Regions from separate parts of the Hordeum vulgare genome. Here region 1 is linked to region 2. Evidence: chromatin contacts called from public Hi-C data. All regions are on one chromosome and are shown on one strand. Each heading gives the region's core, a stretch centred on a gene start, on an enhancer-like site or on the middle of the called end of the contact. The rest is flanking DNA. Distances are from core to core; before and after follow the strand shown. Region 1 holds the start of LOC123434543 (tubulin-folding cofactor D). Region 2 holds the start of LOC123434491.

What was found. Hi-C and Micro-C count contacts between places; a contact is called where the count stands out from the background.
Region 1: a contact with region 2 is called in a Hi-C map of seedling, with 6 times the contacts expected there. The contact joins the promoter of LOC123434543 here to the promoter of LOC123434491 in region 2. A contact is called at or near these places in 5 of 6 Hi-C or Micro-C datasets (leaf and seedling) and 1 of 1 datasets of contacts at active chromatin or transcription factors (embryo).

What each region holds. Positions count from the first base shown.
Region 1 is chr1H:334,250,343-334,253,161 of MorexV3_pseudomolecules_assembly, forward strand. It overlaps LOC123434543 (tubulin-folding cofactor D), which reads left to right and starts at 1,344. Exons shown (of 17, transcript XM_045115518.1): 1 at 1,344-1,661; 2 at 2,087-2,634. The coding sequence starts at 1,440. LOC123434575 reads right to left here and starts at 1,253. Exons shown (of 6, transcript XM_045115520.1): 1 at 1,099-1,253; 2 at 937-992; 3 at 736-859. The coding sequence starts at 1,171.
Region 2 is chr1H:333,667,747-333,670,561 of MorexV3_pseudomolecules_assembly, forward strand. LOC123434491 reads right to left here and starts at 1,337. Exons shown (of 2, transcript XM_045115515.1): 1 at 1,195-1,337; 2 at 1-382. The coding sequence starts at 321.

The sequences.
Region 1 (2,819 bases), core at 94-2,593, 580 kb after region 2:
CGTACAAAAGACCCAAAGTGGTCAGACTCGGACCCTGCGCAAGCGGGAGCTATATGCACAGCACCACGCTGCCTCAAACTTTGGATACCTACAACCCCTTGATCATTTATCCAATATGTCGAGAGACGGTTGGGGCAAGGATCAGAAGCTCATACAGTGCTGCAATTTGCTTGTCAGTATGGAAGGCCCATAATAACGTGTGCTGTAAACAGTCATACTTGTTTATCCTAACATGATTGTTTTTGAAGCGCTCAAGTGGAACTGTGGGAGTAGTACTATCTACAACTTACTAGGAAAGGTTTCGTGCTATGGATGCCAATCAATATACAACATGAAGGCTCTAACGAAGCTCATGAGTTAAGATAACCACGAGAATAATCGAAGTACTGAAGTCTCCTAGTTTCGCTAGTCCCACACAAGGAGTGACCTGTGACCATCGTCGGCGACTTGGCAATGCTTTCTCTGGATTGTCTATAGACTTTTTAGCTCAGTGACACCAATTATATAATTTCAACTCATAGTTTTAAGCTCCCCATTTTAGCTCAGTAATACCAATTTATATAGTTTTTCAGACTTCCACTGAACTATGCAGTCATTTCATCTACTGAAACTAGTAAAGGCTTGTAGGATCTCATGGCGATTTTGCTACTAAGACCAGATTGAGATCCAATGTTCTGGTCAGAAGACAGGGAATCTGGAAACAAAAGCTCAGAACAGTTGTAATGGACTCATCACCAAATTCCCCCAACAGAATGGCCAGCAGCCCGGCGGCCACGGACAGCACGGCGAACTTGTTTATCTCCGCCCCCTTCGACAGCGACAGCAGCAGCGACGCGCCCCCAGCGACTTGGTGCAGCATCTACAGAAAGCAAACCACGACGAGCACTTGTCAGATCAGCGATGACAAGAATGGTGAGCCAGCGCGCCGGTCCGTACCTGCACGAGGATGAGCCGGGCGAGGCGGGATCTGCCGTCGGCGACCCTCTGGTACCCTGCAATGGCGCGCGAGAATCGCGGATGTTTTGGGGCTGGATTAGGCCTGCCGAAGCGAACAAGAAGGTAGCTCGGGTTTGGGGTTTTGGTGCGCTGGATGCTTACGGGAGTCGACGACCATGCGGTAGGAGAAGTCGGAGCCATCCGTGCCGGACGGCCGGCCGCGCCGCTGCTGCATCGGGATGGACGACGACGGCGACGGTGCTCGCGGGGAAGGAAGGAGAGGTCTGTCCAGGCAGGAGGCGCCTTCCTGCGTGCGAGAGTCTTGTAGACAGAAAATACGCCTCCTAGTCACAGATGCGTAAAGAAAGGGAATACGCCTGTGGTGCTATTAAGCGTCAGGCGATCAGAGACACGCACAAACACGACGGCGCAGTCTCCGGCACACTCGCAAGTCGCAGCCACCTGTCCACTCCGCCGCCGCCATTCCCACAGAGACTGTCTCCATGCCTGTCACACCTGACCAGTCCGCAGGCACTGGCGCTGGGGATGCCTCGAGTGGTCCTACTGCCGCCGCCGCTGTCTGCGACGACGTGCACGACTCCAAGGAGGTCGTCCTGCGGCGGTACTTTCTCCAGGAATGGGAGCTGGTCTCCGCCATCCTCCGCCGCATCGTCGCCGCTGGCGGCGTCGCGGAACCCGCCGACGTCCACAGGATCCGCTCCATCGTAAGCTCTCTCCCCCACCCCTTCTCCGGATGTTACCTGTCGCTGAACCATAGATCCCTACGAGAATAATGCCTAGCCCTGTAAGAAAATGCTGGATTCTGCTTGTCTGGTCACGGAAGAGCTTAATCTGTTTCAGCGTTGATTGTTAATTGCACACACAAAATCTGAAGAGGTCATGTAAATTTTCAAGCCCCGTGCTCTTGGGAAATGGCAAACCCTTGTTTGAATGCCTTTTTTTTTCAGTGAACACTCGATGAACGCTCCATAGTGTAGGGTGCTGTTTAAGCTGTTTAGTGGACTAGCTATCAAATTTGCACTGGGAATTGATTGGTTTTGTCAATCTGTGAACTAGTGCAATTTATGCCAAACCCTTCATGCTTAAAAGCTTGATACAAATTAATGCCATGGTTTTTGTTGGGAAATAGATGGACAAATATCAAGAAGAAGGTCAACTTCTCGAGCCATACCTAGAAGACATCATCTCACCACTTATGTCCTTGGTTCGATCAAAGATAATGGAACTTGGTGCTGCCACAGATGAGCTCCTTGAAATCATCAAGCCTCTGTGTATTATCATCTACACCCTGGTTACAGTCTGTGGGTATAAGAGCGTCATCAAATTCTTCCCTCATCAGGTTTCTGATCTAGAGCTTGCAGTTGCTCTCCTTGAGAAGTGCCATACAATGAGCTCAGCGACAGCTCTTAGGCAAGAGAGCACAGGAGAAATGGAGACGAAGTGTGTCGTTCTGTTGTGGCTTTATATACTGATATTAATTCCGTTCGATATCTCCTCCGTTGACACGAGCATTGCTGCCACTGCTGACGTGCCTGGGTCTGAGGTTGTTCCGCTTGTGACAAGGATATTGGACATCTGTAAGGATTATCTCTCCAACTCTGGTCCGATGAGAAGGATGTCAGGGTTGCTGCTTGCAAGGCTGTTGACTCGTCCAGACATGCTGAAGGCCTTCAGCAGGTTATCTTTTTCAGCTTATAGCCATTATGCATATACATTTCATATTGCTAAATTACCTTCAAAAGTATCCTGTCACCGGAGCACTGTCAAGTTTCTGTCACTACTAGGAACTTTTTTATGTCTAAATTTGTATTTAGCTAACTTCACCGTGTGGATGTAATGAGTTGCCTTTATTTTGTCTTCAG
Region 2 (2,815 bases), core at 87-2,586:
GCACCCTTCATGGCTGTCAGCTTCATGCTTCCTCCGAATCCCCCTCACAGCCTGCAGCTCCAGTGGCGAGAGCGGGAACAACTGCCCACTCACTCGGCAGAGCGAGTTGTGGTTGTCATAGAGGATCCTCTGGTTACAGTTTTTGTCACAGATGTGTGTCAATCCAGTCAGTTTGCAGCGGTACATGTTTCCAAAGATGTGCTCATTCTGGCACCTCTTGTCACACTTGTGACTGGGGACTTGCCCTTCTGTGTTAAGAATAGTGGACAAGAAAATCACATTGCTGGGCTCAGCAATCACAGATTTGCCAAGTACCTCCATTGTTCTGCCGCAAGACACCTCTTCACAGACCCCCTTTTCTTGGTTTCTGAGATGGGAGTTTCTGCAACCCAGAATAAGAATTTGCTTCAGAATTTTGTTTTGAAGCACTTGCATATGACCAACGCGGTGACAGTTGTTGCTGCTATTACTGAGCCAGTTCATAGAATAAATTACAGTAAATCTGAGCGGACTTTTGCACTGACACAAGAAAAATCTATTAAAAGTGACACAACCTCGCGAAATTGCCACTAGATTAGCATGCGAGATTTATCACAGATTTGCAATACTTACGCCACAAATTTCTACAGATAAATCTCGGTCACCTATGATTTCTGAATTCTAACATTACTGACAGGATTCAATACGAATCCGTTGGCGCTTTGGCAGACCACGACCAGTAAAATCCCACGACACCAAACCTAACTGAATCATTTGGATAGCACAGTCCACCTGGCATCTCAAACTACAAACGAATCCAAAAAGCCCCCCCCCCCAAAAAAAAAATTTTTTAATATAAAATTCTCAGGTACAAACAAAACCTAATTCACAAGTCAGCACCTACCCCTCATAATCCTGCAGGTAAACCAAACACCTGCCTGCCCCTTCCCAGGTTCACAATTTTACCAGATCTAAACGGTGAAACCCCCACCTACCGCACCACCCGCGATAAATTCGCACCAAAATCACGAACAGCGGCACCACAGCGCCAAAATCTACACTCCAATTAGCGATTCGGGTCGACAAAACCCGCATGCAAACGCCTCCTAGCAACCGCTCACGGCCTCCCCTCCCTCCTCGTCGAAACACCCCTAAAATCTGAGGTGAAAACCTCAGAAGAACAGCATGATAGAGGGTAGAGGCGAGGGCACGTACCAGTAAAGGCCGAAGGCGGAAGAGGAGACGGGGTAAGAACACGGGCGGCCTTCGGTCTCTCCTTCCTCTCCCTCTCCCTCTCTCTCTCTCTCCGCCAGGGAACGGGAACCTCTCGTGGAGTCAATAGCAACGGCCCGGACAAAGAGGGGTTGGGGAGGGGTGGGTGCCCATTTATAGGATCCATGCCGTTGGCCGAAATGCCGAATGACCAGAATGCCCATGGGACGTCGACACGGAGGAGCTCACTCGCTCACTGTCCGCCCCTGCTTCCGCGGATCGGTCCGGCTCGGATATCGGCTCTATCCGTCCTGTCTCCTCGAGGTTAACCCACACTCCTGCTCCCCTTGTCATTTGGTGCTAATACTATATTAGCACGAACCTTTTTCTTTAGACAAGGCACATGATAGCTCACATGCAGCTCAGTTTGTTGTTGGCACGCCGTGCGGTTTTGTGCGCGTTTGGATGTTCGTTCGTTCGTAAAATGTCTCCCGATCAAATTTCAAAAGGTTACAAGGTACGACTTTGAGAAAGAAATGTGAGATTGCCATAAGTTCAAGTACATTTAAAGATGGAGTACCAGATTTAAGAGATATAATTGTAGGCCAATGTTAAATGGCGAATAATTTGTACTCGCTCCGTCCAGGTGTATTGTGCATCTAAGAAAGGTTAGCGCAACCAAGGTGTGAGGAGATTGATCGAAAGGAAAATTTTCAACAGTCCAAGAAGCCAATCACCATGCACTTATCTCCCATTGAAACTTAACAATAAATTCTGTATTAAATCCTCTTTCCAAACATCCACATCCATTCACCTTTCCAATACTTTTGTGGTGAGTAGCAAATCAGCTCAATGAGAAAAATTGCATGCATGCAATACACGGCTGATGTAGTATATAGCAAATCAGCTCACATATTCAATTTTCGAGGCAATAAATGTAGCATCATCCTTCTTATTGGACTTGCATGATGGATATAGAAAACGATGCATGCATAGCCACTCATTTCCTTTCTCTAAACTCTATGCATTAAATATGGCGTGGGATTCAAAGCATTTTAACTCTATTAGACTCAAAATAAGCCTAATATAATAAAAATCTAAAAATTTTAAGATGAGCCCTATAAATCAGAAAGGAGGGAGTAAGAGTTTCAATTGTAGCAACTGTAATGTCCAAAATTTTGGCCAAAATAGACTTCCGTTTGGGTTGCAATCGCTGACTTGATGATCATACGAGTCTTGGGAATAATTGACATGTCTATAAACAAAATTCTAAAGATACATAGATTAAAGCTAAGATGCAATCAAGCGGAAAAAATCATAATGTCACGAGAGTGCTATTGATGAGGACATTAATATCATTGTTACGCTCACAGCCCCTGCTGTTATACATACTGAACGAGTTAATAGAACTCGCGCAGTGATGGGTATATGTACCCTACACCTCTATTGTCAGGTTTATTCCCACGAAAGTTAACGCCCACCTTGGGGCAGGCGTCTAAGCGACTTCCGGCAAGTTTGCAATTTTCACTCTCTATCATGTCTTCCAGCTGCGACTCGTTCATGGGTGGCGAGATCCGTTTTGGCACGCTCATCTTCATCGCCGACGATTCAGCATGGCTTCAGG